2 separate regions of the Sus scrofa genome follow, and region 2 is linked to region 1. The links are chromatin contacts, called in public Hi-C maps. All regions are on one chromosome and are shown on one strand. Each heading gives the region's core, a stretch centred on a gene start, on an enhancer-like site or on the middle of the called end of the contact. The rest is flanking DNA. Distances are from core to core; before and after follow the strand shown.

Evidence for each region. A called contact is a pair of places that touch in the nucleus more often than the background predicts.
Region 2: a contact with region 1 is called in a Hi-C map of fibroblasts, with 2.9 times the contacts expected there. The contact joins two enhancer-like sites. A contact is called at or near these places in 2 of 47 Hi-C or Micro-C datasets (embryonic fibroblasts and fibroblasts).

Annotation. Positions count from the first base shown.
Region 1 is chr17:9,461,396-9,468,649 of Sscrofa11.1, reverse strand. No RefSeq gene overlaps it. Among named protein-coding and RNA genes, the nearest start is that of C17H8orf4, 24 kb to the right of the region's middle. Within about 2 kb of position 1,324, at least 48 of the 83 cell types and tissues checked have an H3K27ac peak or open chromatin away from gene starts, as enhancers often do. A contact at or near this core is called in embryonic fibroblasts, where this site is marked.
Region 2 is chr17:10,387,000-10,393,980 of Sscrofa11.1, reverse strand. No RefSeq gene overlaps it. Among named protein-coding and RNA genes, the nearest start is that of SFRP1, 99 kb to the left of the region's middle. Within about 2 kb of position 3,145, at least 10 of the 83 cell types and tissues checked have an H3K27ac peak or open chromatin away from gene starts, as enhancers often do. A contact at or near this core is called in embryonic fibroblasts, where this site is marked.

The DNA of each region.
Region 1 (7,254 bases), core at 75-2,574:
CATTCTTTTGATTCACAGGAATATCTAAAGTTGCAAGGGATTGAGTTCCCATAATGGGAGAAGACATACGTCAGTCCAATTAGATGCATTATTGCTAATGTGACTCATTCACCCACATGAGCTATAATGACAGGGGAAACCTGAATTGTAATTTGATACTTCTACTCACTCCAACAACCGTAATCTGTTGTCGACTCCGTATTTATCTCTTCTGCACCGTGTGTTTTTCTCTTTTTTTGTGTGCAGTTGTTTAAAGATAAATATAAATTTATCAGGGCTAGGAGTCATGCATGTCACGTCGCTTCCTTTATATTGATCGAAATGCCTGGCTTCAAGAGTATATTCTCCAGACTTTACAGTTTATGGCCACAGCGCTTTCAAGTTCAGTCCCTTGCCCAAGTGAGGTCCTATAGGTGAGGTGAGACGGGGCAACTGCATGGATGGCATGCAGACACTCCTAAGTGTGACTCTTTTTTCTTTTCTTTTTCATTATTTCACCTTCTCTGTGAATCTGCCCCTTCTTCTGTCCACATGCAACCAGCAATGCTGTTGGGCAGCAAACTGGCCACAACGCAGCTAGTCTAATAGAAAAAGAAAATTGAATAGCATTGGTTGAGTATTTACTAGGTATAAGGAATGGTGCTATGTAACCTGCCCACTTAATCTCTTTGGTCTTTGCAACAATTTGTGAGATGGCTGTGAATAACACCATTTTGCAGGTGGATAAATGGAGATTCACAAAGACAAGGGACCTGCAGTCAAGAAATAATTAAACAGTAGAGCCAAGCTAAGAGTCCAGGTCTTTCTTATTCACGTTCCTTGCTGAAGAAGCCACGAAGCAGAAGCACACTATCAGCCTTTGAATCATCAGGAGGCCCCACGAACATAAACCTTTCCTGTGTCGGGGCTTCAGAGATCTGCAGATATCCTCAAAGATGTTCAAGTAGCACGAATCCGTCAAGCATCTTTCTAAAGGTCACATTTCCCAAAGTCAACCCCACGGCTATTAAGATTTGCTTGGAGATTTTGCGAAGAGATGGGGATGAACCCAAAAAAGACAATGTGAGGAATTCCTAAATTCCTTTCACATGTGCTGAGTGTCTGTGTTGGCAAGGGGGCAGCTTTGATCTCACAACCAGATAACCCAGGAAGTCATCCCAAATTCTTCTAAATATCTATGTCGTCCTCAGGGCAGAACACAAGGGCATGTCTCTTATGTTGACTCACCTGAAAAGAACAGCCAGGGCTCTAGGCTGTGTTGGGCTCTTCAGCTTCCCCTGTGAACAGGGCAGGAGGTAGCTAAAGATTAACCAAGCAAGCAAACTTCTTTGCTGTATCAACTAGGGGTAACTTTGAGGCCAACTGCTGGAATTCTGAACCCTTGGGCTGCACTGTGTGGTTTCCATAACAACAGAGGATGAGGAACATGAGGCAAACAGGCATGACTCACAAGAAATGTTTCTGCCCAGTTCCTCGGAAGCCAAATTTGGTCATTGGGGAACTTTCAGAGGATAGCGTCATCTCTGGCTTACTAATCACAGGCAAAGGGCAAAGGGTTCCTCTGTCAGAAAGCTTTCTCCATGAGTGACCAAAGGGGCATATTCATTCATCCGTGGAACTCGGTGCAGGGGGTGGGTCCCCTACTAGTCACACATAGCTGCTCCCTCCAAAGGCCCTACTGTCAGAGGGTGTCCTCTGGACGCTGTGGAACATCAGATGGCTGCTGCACAATGGTATTGTATGTGACATAACGGTGACCAGTTGGGGTCAGGCCACAGCAACCTGGACCATGACTTTTGGGAAGGGGGCTCAGCATGGCTGCTTGAACAGACTCAGCTTCTGTTGGATGGGGTGGCAGTGATGTAAGGAAGAGATGAGGGACTTCGTTCTAGATTTTCTTCTTTTTTAATTTCATTTTATTGGAGTATAGTTGACTTACGATGTTGCATTAGTTTCAGCTGTACAGCAATGTGAATCCATCATGCATGTACATATATCCCTTCATTTTTCTCAGGATAGGTTATTACGAACTACTGAGTAGATTTTCCTGTGCTAGACAGTAGGTTCTCATTAATCGTCTATTTTATACAGTAGTGTGTACTGTCTGAGGCTCACAAATAGCCAGTCTGCAATTCACCTCCCACCACCCCTGTCCTGCAACTGGTTCAAATCTTTACAGAGGAAGCTGCCTTTCTTCTGCCTTCATGCCCTGCTGTGCTTTGCTGCTGTATCCCAAAGACTATGCCCAGCCCCTCTCTCTGACAGATACTTTCCCCCTTCTGCACATCTTGCTGCTCCTTCCTCCACTTGTATCATCTCCACGTCCTTGAGAAGGATTCCCCCTTTACGCTCATGGCCCCCACATTGCCTTTCCTCTCTTCACACCCTCTTTTGCCTCCTGTGTTCATTTGATCCACTTCCCACACAGCGACCAGACTGAGTTCTTAAAATCATGGACCCACTTTGCCATTCTTCTCTTTGAAACATGACATTGACTTGGCACTGTGCTAAGGGTCCAATAGCACGAACTCCATCACCTCGGATATCAAACTACCTTCCACTCCCTCCAAGCCACCAAGCTACCTGCCTGGACTCAGGGCCTTTGCACACCCGGGGCCCTTCTGCCCTCTCCTCTTCACCTGGCTGAGGCATCCTTTACAACTCACTCTTTTTTGTCTTTTTAGGGTCACACACCTGTGGCGTATGGACGTTTCCAGGCTAGGGGTAAAATCAGAGCTGCATCTGCCGCCCTGTGCCACAGCCACAGCAACACCAGATCCAAGCTGTGTCTGTGACACAGCTCACAGCCATGCTCAATCCTTAACCCACCGAGTGGGGCCAGGGATCAAACCCAAGTCGTCATGGATACTCGTCAGATTCATTACCGCTGAGCCACAGTGGGAATTCCTTTGACTCACTTTTCTCAGTAAGGACTGTAAACTGGAGTTTGGCACTTGCCATCTGCCTCTGCATGGGTTTAATCATGAGCCACGGCAGCTGCTGACCCGCAGCATCCCCTGAGTCGAGCTCAGCAGGGAGATCAGGAATCACGCAGTCGGTGCTTTGGGAAAACTGGGAGAACGGGTCTTCAGAGAGTCAGATCGTTTTAGGGGACTATTGCATGTGCCCAATTCTTGTATTTCCTCATGTCTAGAAAAACACGAGAATCCTTCAGGGTGATGCCTGCTGCTTGTGACTAACCTGCCAGAGACCAGCAACAAACTTTTGTAAAATGTGGGCACGGCTGCATGCCCCTCCCCCTTGCCTTGGTCATATACACTGATATCGGGTCCCCCTGCCTCTCTGGGGCAGTGTGCTCTGAAATACCACCCTTCCGGCTGGCTGGCTCGCTGTAGCTAAGTGTACACAACAAACGAAGTCACAGTCCTCTGGAATGCAGCCACCTCCAAGGGGGAGAGCCAGGGAGCCCGAGGGCTGTGAAAACTCAGGATACCTGATGGCTGAGGTGCCTATCAAAGGAAAGATGTCAGTGAGCCCGGGCCTCTTTTGTTCCTGCCATCCTGCCCTTTGTTGCCAAAAATCCTATATATCCTGGCTGCCCCCTTGTTTCTTTGGAGTGGTTTTCTCAGGGATACCTGAGATGCTGTCTCCTGGGCTTATGTCCTAATTTTGCCCCCAAATAAAACCTAACTCTCAACTTTCAGGTTGTGCTTTTTTTTTTTTTTAGGTCAACAGGACCAGCATGAACCACATGTTCCCTGGAGGTCTCCCGCATAACACCACCCTGTACTTTAGACTCATTCCCATATGCTGAAAAGAAAAAAAAAAAAAAATATATATATATATATATATATATATATATATATATATACACACATACACACACATCTGTGACTAGTATTTGTTCCTGCCAGCTCAGGGGCAAGGTGACACGTTGTGTCACTTTACACCCATGGCCTGGCCCACTGTGGGGCTACCAGCATATCGCTAGGGAGGTTACACGCCTCTCAGTTAAAGTGAATTTGAATCATCTTCTTTAAACCCAGTGGGGGAGATGTAGGAAAGGGATGTGTTTACCCTGCAAGGTACTGCTTGTCCTCACTCAGGTAGTGACTACAAAAGTACACCACGCAAAAGATGTCCCTTATCTCACAATGTTTGGAACCGGTTGAACCAGTAGAGCAATTCAGGGAAGTTTCATGAGGCAAGCTCTTTAATCCTCTTAGGCACAGAGGAAAAGGCCACGGTCGTTCTGGCCAACGCTGGTCTTGAATCATTTCCTGTTAGCTCTGGAGACGCCTTGAGTGCAGAAGCAGACAGGCTGGGGAAGGACCTAAGTCTTTGGCAGGTGGGTTTGGCTCTGGGTCAGCTCCTGTGTAGCAGAGACAGCTTCCATGTTCCAAGGGCATAGCTCAGGGAAGCCCTGGCATCGGGGGTGGCTGAGTCAGTTCCAGACTGGCTAAAACCCTGTGGTACAGAGACATCCTCTGAAAAATATTTTGCATGAGGATGAACTGCCTTTTTTTTCCCCCATAAGACCATGGCAAAATTGCAGAACAAATTCATTCAGAAGGAGCTTAATAATAACACAAGATGAAAATGGAAGTGTTTGAAACCTGAAATGCTGATTGTTCTATTCCAGGGTCTTCACATTTATTAATTAATTTTCTTTCTTTCTTTCTTTCTTTCTTTCTTTCTTTCTTTCTTTCTTTCTTTCTTTCTCTATTTTATATTTTACTTTATTATTTTATTTTATTTATTTTATGTTATTTTATTTTATTTTATTTTATTTTATTTTATTTTATTTTATTTTATTTTATTTTATTTATTTTTGCTTTCTAGGGCCGCACTCACAGAATGTGGAAGTTCCCAGGCTAGGGGTCAAATTGAAACTGCAGCGGCTGGCCACAGCCACAGCCATACCAGATTGGAGCTGCATTGAGCAATGCCAGATCCTTAACCCACTGTGTGAGGCCCGGGATCCAACCCCTCACGGATAGTGAGGTTCATTACTGCTGAGCCACAATGGGAACTCCTAATGTATTTTCTTTTTGAGCCTCCCGAGGCTTTTGGAAGTTCCTGGGGCCAGAGCTAGAATCTGAGCCGCAGCCTAGACCTAAGCCACCGAAATGCCGGGTCTTTACCCCATTGTACCCCGCACCTCTGCAGAAACAAGCCATTAATCCATTGCGCCACAGCAGGAACTTCCGTCCTTACACTTAAATCCGGATGAAGGGACTGGGAGCCAGAGGGGTAGAAATGACAGAGCAAATATGCCCTAGCTCGTTTACTAAAGAATAAACCTCTGAAATAGGCAATGTTGTCTCCTTTATTTGAATAAGGAAAATGAAGCTGAGAAGTTAAGTGACTTGCTCAGTGTCACAGGACTAGTGAGTGACAGGACCAGGAGGGAAGCTCAGGAGTGCGAGCTCCTTCAGGGTCCTGTTTTGCTCTGAGTGCAGCATTTTCAGGGGATTCCAGGCCTCCATTTAAAAAACAAACAAACAAACAAAAAAAACTTCAGTTTAGTTACTTATCCAGTCTGATCAACATGTGGAGAAATAATCTGGAAATGTTCCCCTTTTAAAATACTAAGTTAGAATACTTAGAATAAAGTATGCTAGTCTTTTTATTGGAAAACAGGTTTTAGTATCAGTCACTTGAAATGGACATTTTTATAATTCAAAAGCTACGGAGTGTGGGCAATCTCAAATTGCATTTGTCATGGAATTGTCTCTCTCGACACCACAATATTTTATCTCTATTTTTAGCACTTAGCATATTGCCAGTGACGTGGTCGAAACCCAGTAAATTGTTTATTGAAGGAATGAGCAAAGTTATACTAGCTAAGATAGAGACTTCTCAGCATGTTACACTTTTTACACAGAGACATGGCATTTTAATAAAATAGATGGGGAGTTTCCACTGTGGCCCAGTGAGTTAAGGATCCCGTGTTGCCACAGTTGTGAAGTAGGCAGATGTCTCAAGGCATCTTGGTGCAGAGGAAAGTACGTGGGCTTTGGCGTTAGAAAGATAAGTCAGCGTTTCCCTCCAGAGCTCACTCACCTTGGGCAGGTGACTTATCTGCTCTGGTCCTGAGTTTTCTCATTGGTAAAGTGAGGGTGTCAGCAGATACTTGCACTGATAGCTATAAGAATAACATAATAAATATAATGATGTGTAAGGAGTGGGCTGCTCTTACCCTAGGTACATGGGAAATGTTATTCCAGACCCACACCCCTATTATTTATTTATTTATTTATTTATTTTTGTCTTTTGTCTTTTTAGGACTATGCCCGTGGCATATGGAGGTTCCCAGGCTGGGGGTCGAATCAGAGCTACAGCTGTCAGCCTACACCACAGCCACAGCAACTCGGGATCCCAGCCACATCTGTGACCTACACCACAGCTCATGGCAACGCTGGATCCTTAACCCACTGAGCAAGGCCAGGGATGGAACCTGCATCCTCATGGATACTAGTCAGATTCATTTCTGATGAGCCACAGTGGGAACTCTCTTTTTTTGTTGTTATTAAATTATAGTTGATTAATAATGTTCCTTCAATTTTTTCTGTATAGCAAAGTGACCCAGCCATACATACATCTACATTCTTTTTTTTTTTTTAATGCCATTTTTTCATCATGCTCTAACCCAAGAGACAAGACACAGTTTTATAAAATAGGACCCCATTACTTATCCATTCTAAATGTGAAAGTTTGCATATAATGCTATTTTTAGCAACATGGATGGAAACAGAAATTCTCATACTAAGCGAAGTAAGTCAGAAAGAGAAAGACAAACACCATATGAGATCACTTATATGTGGAATCTAAAATGTGGCACAAATGATTTATCTACAAAACAGAAATTGACAGACAGACATGGGGAGCAGACTTCTGTTTGCTAGGGGGAAGGGGGAAGAAAAGCCCATACCCCTATTCTTAAATTACCATTTAAAAAGTGAAAGCAAACTATTACAATTAAAAATATTATTATTTAAAATTTATTGTTACCACTTAATTCTTGAGAGGAAAGTTTTTGTTTTAGAGTCCTAAAGTGTTTAACATTTATATCAGCTTTACCTAAGCAATGGTGACTCAAGTGTTAATAGGTGATGGAAATTTTTTTTTTTTGGTCTTTTTGTCTTTTCTAGGGCTGCACCTGTGGCATATGGAGGTTCCCGGGCTAGGAGTCTAATCGGAGATGCAGCCGCCAACATATGCCACAGCAACTCGGAATGAAAATTTTTGATTTAAGAAAAAAATCATTCAAATAAAATTATGAAACAAAGT
Region 2 (6,981 bases), core at 1,896-4,395, 920 kb before region 1:
AGTCATTGTGTTATGACTACTCTGCATGACTGTGCATATATGCGCCAATCACTGTGCACGCTGTGATTTTACTTCCTCCTGCCTCGCCCTAGACATTACAGGGAGGGACGTATTATTATACCTTTGTAGTGGGTGAAATTGTGCCCTCCCTCCAGATATATTCAAGTCCTAATCCCTGGTACCTTTGAACAGGAATCCATTTGGAAAATTGGGTCTTTGTTCATCGGATCCAGGTAAGATGAGGTCATATTGGACTAGGGCGGGCCCTCGATCCAATGACTAGGGTTTATATGTGAAAAGAGAGGGATGCTGAGACCCAGAGTCACACCTGGGAGGAAAGGCCATCTGACGATATAGGCAAAGATTGGATGTTGCTGCTAGAAGCCAAGGAAGGCCAGCAGTGACCAGAAGCTGCCCAAAGAAGGGAGGATTCTTGGAGTTCCCGTTGCGGCTCAGTGGGTTAAGACACCTGCGTAGTTTCCATGAAGATGCAGGTTTGATCCCTGGCCTTGCTTAGTGGGTTAAGAATCCGGTGTTGCCGAAAGCTGTGGCCTAGGTTGCAGATGCAGCTCAGGAGTTCCATATGGCGCAGGGACAGCCTTAAAAAGGAAAAAATAAAATAAAATAAAGGAGGGGAGGGAGGAGTCTTCCTAGAGACTGCAGAGGGAACACAGCCCTGGGGACACCTTGATTTTGAGAGAATCCATTTCTGTGGTTTTAAGCTTCCCCTTTCCTCATGGCATCCGAGGAAACCAACACTGTGAGTGTGTTTCACGGATGTAAAAATAGAGGCTCCGGGAGCCTCAGCAACCTGCCCAAGGGCACGCAGGCAGGACTGGACCCGAAGGCCCGATCTCCATCCCGAGGCCGGGCTTGGCTCAGACCACAGCTGGGGACCCAGGCGCCTTACGCCCATACACAGCTGCCTCCCCCCCCACCCCCACCCCCGCTGGCCCTCCTCCCCCGACCAGCCCCTGTGGTGCTTGTGGAAACTCTATTCCCGAAGAGGGTGACTCCAACAGCATCTTGAAAAACACCCCTGTGGGGAGTGCCTCCCCCATAAAATGTATCATTACAAGAAAACAAAGGGAGCATTAACAATCCCAGGGCGTGTAAGCGAATGCACATGTCGGAGGCTTCAGATAGGCCCTGCCAGCCTCACATAAATGGTACATGTTCTCTGAGTCATTGTACCAGACGATAAAAATAACTCTCATGTGGAGAAGATGGAACCTTGTTTGTGGACGTTCCTAACTGATTCAACATGTGACGGTCAAGACTACTTCGAGGCTCCTTCTCGCCCCTGGGCTGTGGTTCAACCCAACAGACATGAGGTCAGAGTTTGATTTTGCAGGTTGAGGTTGAAGCTGTGGCTGATCTGGAGAGGCGCCCGGGGTTTTGTTAGAGCCCCAGGGTCCCTAAGTGGAGTAGGTCTTACAGGGGTCTGTCCCGCCAGAGCCTGGCCGCCAGCCTGACTTTATCACAGAAAGGACCTATGTTCCTTGTCCCAGCCAACGAAGCAGCCCTCCCGTGCCAGGCGGCTGCAGACTCTGATTCCAGGGATTTAGAACCTAAGTGAGGAGTCGGGACCCATTTCCTCAACGCGAAGTGAGGCTCCGGGCTGGAGAAGGTTCCAGGGGGGTCAGGGGAGGGGGACCTGTCCTTGGAACTTGCAGTGGGTTTTTGGTGAAGCGAAGGTGGAGGCTGGAGGGAGGGCAGAGAGTGGGGGAAGGTAGAGAAGGAAGGAGGGAGGAAAGTCCCCAGGAGGTGACCCGGAGCTGGGGACCTGGGAGGAACCTGGGACTGGGGACAAAGAGCAAGAGGCCTGCGGGCTTTGAGGATCAGACAGAGGGAGGGAGGGCGGCTGGGTGCTGGCGACTGCTGGCTCCTTGCTGCTTTGCAGGAGCCTCGGGCAGCTTGGGGTGGGGAGGCAGGGGAGGAACTGAGGGTGTGGAATGAGTGTGCAAACCCAGGCTTGGAGGCCCTGGAGGAGGTGCTGCTGGAAGTGCTGGGCTCTGTGGCTGTTTTTCTTGCACTTACTGGATTCTTCTTTTTCTTATTTTTTGCTTTCTAGGGCCTCACCTGCAGCATATGGAGGTTCCCAGGCTAGGGGTCCAATCCAAACTGTAGCCACTGGCCTACGCCACAGCCACAGCGACACCAGATCGGAGCTGCGTCTTACATCACAGCTCACGGCAATCAATGGCAGATCCTTAACCCACTGAGCGAGGCCAGGGATCAAACCTGCAACCTCATGGTTCCTTGTTGGACTCATTTCTGCTGCACCATGATAGGAACTCCCTGGATTCTTATATATTGACTTGCCTTTTGTTTTGCTGGGTTAAATTCTTAAGGACTCCCAGTTACAAGAGCTGGAAGGTGTAGCTGAGGGCGCCTGGTGGGGAGGTGGGCCTGTGGTACATGTGGTAGCCTTTGGGGTTCAGCCATCCTGGTTGTTAGGGGAGAGGGGAGTGTGTGTGTGTGTGTGTGTGTGTGTGTCTGTGTGAGTTTGTGTGTGGGATGTGTGTGTGTGTGTGTTTGCATGTGTGTCTGTGTGCCTGTGTGGGTCTGTGTGTGTGTGTTTGGGAGGGTTGATCCCCAGGACACACACTCCCTAACCTGGTGCCTGTGTCTTCTGCATCTGCAGGAAAGCACTGAGATTATTGGCTACCTTGGAGCCCCCACAGTAGAAAATGAGGACAGGTTTTTCCACCGCTCTGTTTGTGGTGACATTGCCAGGATGACCCCCTGCAGTTGGGAGCCTGGCTGTCTTTTCTGTGACTCAAGCCTGCGAAAATTGAATCCTCTGAGAACCCTCAGAAAAGCAAGGGGGGCCCGGCAGATGCTGTTGCCTGAAGCTGCCAAGGTCCATGTCCTGGCCATCTGTGCCCTTGTCACTCTAGAGGTTGAGCCTGTCACTTTGGCTTTGCCCGCCTGCCAACGCGCCCTCTGTCTCCCAGTTGTTTTCCCTCTTGGGACCCCTGGGAGGACCTTGGTGGGAGCCTCCTGTGGTGCCTGATGTCATTGTGGGTGTGGAGCCAGAAGGTGGGCTGGGGGCACTGGATAGGAGTCCCAGCTGCGGCTCTGCCACTCACTGTGCCACCTTGATCTCTGGCATCTTCAGTTTCCCTTGCTGGTAAGAACACCAATGTCATGGGCATTGTTTTGAAGCTTAACTAATGTATCTGGCACCCAGCAGGGGCTGTTCTGTCCCCATACTGGTCTTCCTGTTACCTTTCCAGTTGGGGCATCTCTGAGGGTGAGGCCCTGAGTCAGCTGTGCCCCTGGGACCGTCTAGACTGGGAGGCTGCCCAGCATCCCAGGCATGAATATCTGAGCCAAACTCTGACTGTTGAGACAGACACAGAGGCCAAGTCCCTTTGCTCTGAATGTCTGCTGATCGGTGCTCTGCCTGCAAAGAGTCATTTTATCTTAAGCATTAGGTGGCTTCGTTCAGGTCCCAGGAGACGACGGAAGAAAGAGGTCTCCCCACCCACGGAAAGTGTTTATACTTTCCTTTCCATTTTCTATTCTGCCCTCTCAGTCATCCTGAATGTTTATTTAACGATGCTCAAAGACCTTTTAAGCTTCCTTGGTTTAATGTTTGCTAAACACGCTGTCACTTCCACTTCTACTGATAATTTCCTGCCTGCTGCAGAACGGCCTCTGCTTACGCACCGTCTGGAAAGTCTTAATGGCATGACTAAAGGCTTGGTCCCCGCAAGTGCGTGGGCAGCCCTTGAGGTCAGGCTGCTCTCTGGGGCAGAAGAAAATGAAGAGGAACTGGGAAATTGGGAATTCACTTGGAATTCAGGAGTTTCTGTGATGAGTGGTGGTGATGGGGACAAAATGTCTAATAGATTGTGTCAATTGTCTGGATCCCAAGCAGCAGCGATCTGGTTTATCCCAGATGGCCCTAGGGCCTTGGTTTGGTCCCAAACCTGGCCCGGAGTTTCTCCATCACGAGGAGGAAGGAAAGGCATGACCAGATGCCCAGTGGTGGTTCAGTGTGATTCCTGGCACATGAGTTACAGAGTGTGGAGGAAAGAAGCTGGCTCTTTCTCAAGCCACAGGCCGAATGTTCAGCCTAACTCCAAGCTCAGCTCACCTCTGGTGTCCTTTTTTCTCCTAGTGGCCATAGAGGAACAGCTCTAAAATCATGGGCTTCTGGTCACCTGGCAACAGGAATTTGGACAGTATAGCCATGTGTGGTTGTGCAGGTTTCGCACTGTGCAACTCTGGGGGTGGGGCTAAGTCATGCTGGAGTCAAAGTGGGTGACACTCTTCTAGAGTTGTGCAGTGACATAGATTGGCTATCAACCCATAAGCAAGCTGGATGGTTCTGTGTCAGATAACTGGGGCAAGACTAAATGCGATGTGTGCAAGGCCGGGGTGAGGGATTTTGAGTAGGACCTCCTCACCACGCCACCCCATCTCTTTCCCCAGATTGGAAAGCTGCTGAGAGGTAGGCAGTGGCCTGGGGTCCTTGGCACTTAGTCTGGAGTCCATTCAGCCACAAGAATTATGTTTGAGGAGTTCCCATTACGGCTCAGCTGGTTAAGAACCCAACTAGCATCCATGAGGATGCAGGTTCAATCCCTGGCCTCTTGCTCAGTGGGTTAAGGATCCTGCGTTGCCGTGAGCTGTGGTGTATATCGCAGATGCAGCTTGGATCCCATGTCGCTATGGCTGTGGTGTAGGCTGGCAGCTGCAGTTCTGATTAGACCCCTGGCCTGGGAACGTCCATGTGTTGCAGGTGCAGCCCTAAAAAGAAAAAAAAAATTGTCTGAAGAAACTCAAAGTGTTTCTCCCCTTCAAGGCTTACAGTTTGGTGGACGTTATAAAACTCCTAAGCATGGGCTACATCGGGTCTAGAAGTTCTTCTGCCAAGGACACTGCATGGCGAGAATGTTTCAGAGCAGAGGTAGGTCTGGACAGAACACTTATGGGTCTTCATACTTGGCTTGGAGAGTGGGATGGTTTGGACGGGCGTGGGGTCCAGGGGGGCAGGGTTCACACGTGTAGGGATGGGGTGGGAGCAGAGGGTGGGGCGCACTGTGACCTGGACTGATGGCTGAGCCGGGGGTGGGGAGGCAGGCCCCTGAGGTCAGGTCCCGGCCGAGTGGTGGTGGTCCCACCGGGAGATGGTCAAGTGGGGCCGCATCTGAGGGGCTTTGATCTGGGGTGCAGTTTGGAATCTGTTCTGTCTGGGGAGCCATAGGAGGAAAGCGGGACCTACTTAGGACTTGAGAGGAGCACTGTGCATTTCTTCCCATCTTTTCCACCCACGCCTGTCCGAGCCGAGGCAGAGCTGAGGAGGCCCTGACAGCAGAGCCTCGTGGGAAGACGGCAGCATTTGGCTGAGACCCCCCACTCTGCCCTTGCCCCAGCCAAGGTCCTCTCTCTCAGGGCCAGGGCAGAGCCATCCACAGGGGCAGCAACTGGCTGTGTCTCCTGGAGGTACAGTCAAATCTCTAATGATGGCCAGCACAGAATGGGCGAGCAAGGCCACAGTCCCTCCCGCTGCCCCTCATTGCTCAAGGCTGGCTTCTTGTAGATGATGGGGTGATCCTGGCATTTCCCAGGCTTGGCAGAGGCCTTTTCTGAGTGCCGTAAGCATGAGGAGCCAGGTAGAAAGAACTCTGGGCAGCCAGGAGAGGTGCTCAGCTTATCAGGGGCTGTCCCCACACCACCATCCCTCTCCAGGCTGGCAGTGTTGATGGCTCATCTGTAAGTTGCCACCTGGACCATGTTCACCCTAGAAGGCATGGGTTTGAGAAGATGCCGTATGAGGTGGCTGCAGGCAGCGGCTAGTTCAGCCCCAGACCTCAGCTGGTTTTAGGAGTAGGACTTCCACCCCCAGTACCTGTGCTCTCGAGCCCCCTTGCCTCTCCTTTGAAGCATTCACATCCCCTTCTGGCTGGGCTGAAGCTCTGCTGGGAATTGACTCAACCCTGGCGTCTTTCTGCTCCCAGCCTCCCTGTAGAGCTCCTATTCCCATTCTGAGAGCAAACTGATGATGGATGAGAGCTGAGCGCCGCGGGCATGTCCTACTCCATCCAGCCCGTCAGCGCCAAGCCATCTGCTGCCAATTATCGCTCTGAGGTTGAGCGATGGATTGACAGGGCGGGCTTCCTGGGCTGATAGGGAAACCCTGCTGACCTGTAACTTCCCCAGAAATACATCACTCATCTCCTTATCAGCCCCGGGGAGCCCGTTAGCCCTGCAGACCTCGGATGGGAACTGGCCTCTGGGGACCGAGGCCCTGCAAACTGAGGACAGAAAAAGTGTCTCCATCCCAGCCATTCTGGATTCTGACTCATTCGGCTCCTTCTAAAACTGATAAGGATAATAGAGGCTGGAGAGAGTGTAGAGAAAAAGGAACCCTCCTACACTGTTGGTGAAAATGTGCATGAGTGCAGCCACGATGGAAAACAGTGTGCGGCTTCCTCAAAAAATGAAAAATGGAACTACCATATGATCCAGCAGTCCCACTCCTGGGCATCTCTCTGGAGAAAACTCTAATTCCATATGATACATGCACCCCAATGTTCATTGCAGCACTATGTACAATAGCCATGACACAGAAACAACCTAAATGTCCAATCAGCAGAGGAATGAATAAAGAAGTTGTGGCTGGTACACATACACAATGGAATACTGCTCAGCCATAAAAAAGAACAAAATAATGCCATTTGCAGCAACATGGGTGGACCTAGAGATTCTCATACTAAGTGAATGAAGTCAGAGACAAAGACAGACAAAGACGAATATCACTTGTACGTGCAGCCTAAAAGGATTCAAATGAATTTATTTACAAGACAGTAGTAGACTCACACACATAGAAGACAAACTTGTGGTTACTAAAGGGAAAAGGCAGGGAGAGACGAATGGGGAATTTGTGGTTAACAGACACACACAGATACATGTACATAAAATAGGTAAATAACAAGGACCTACTGTATAACACAGAAAACTATA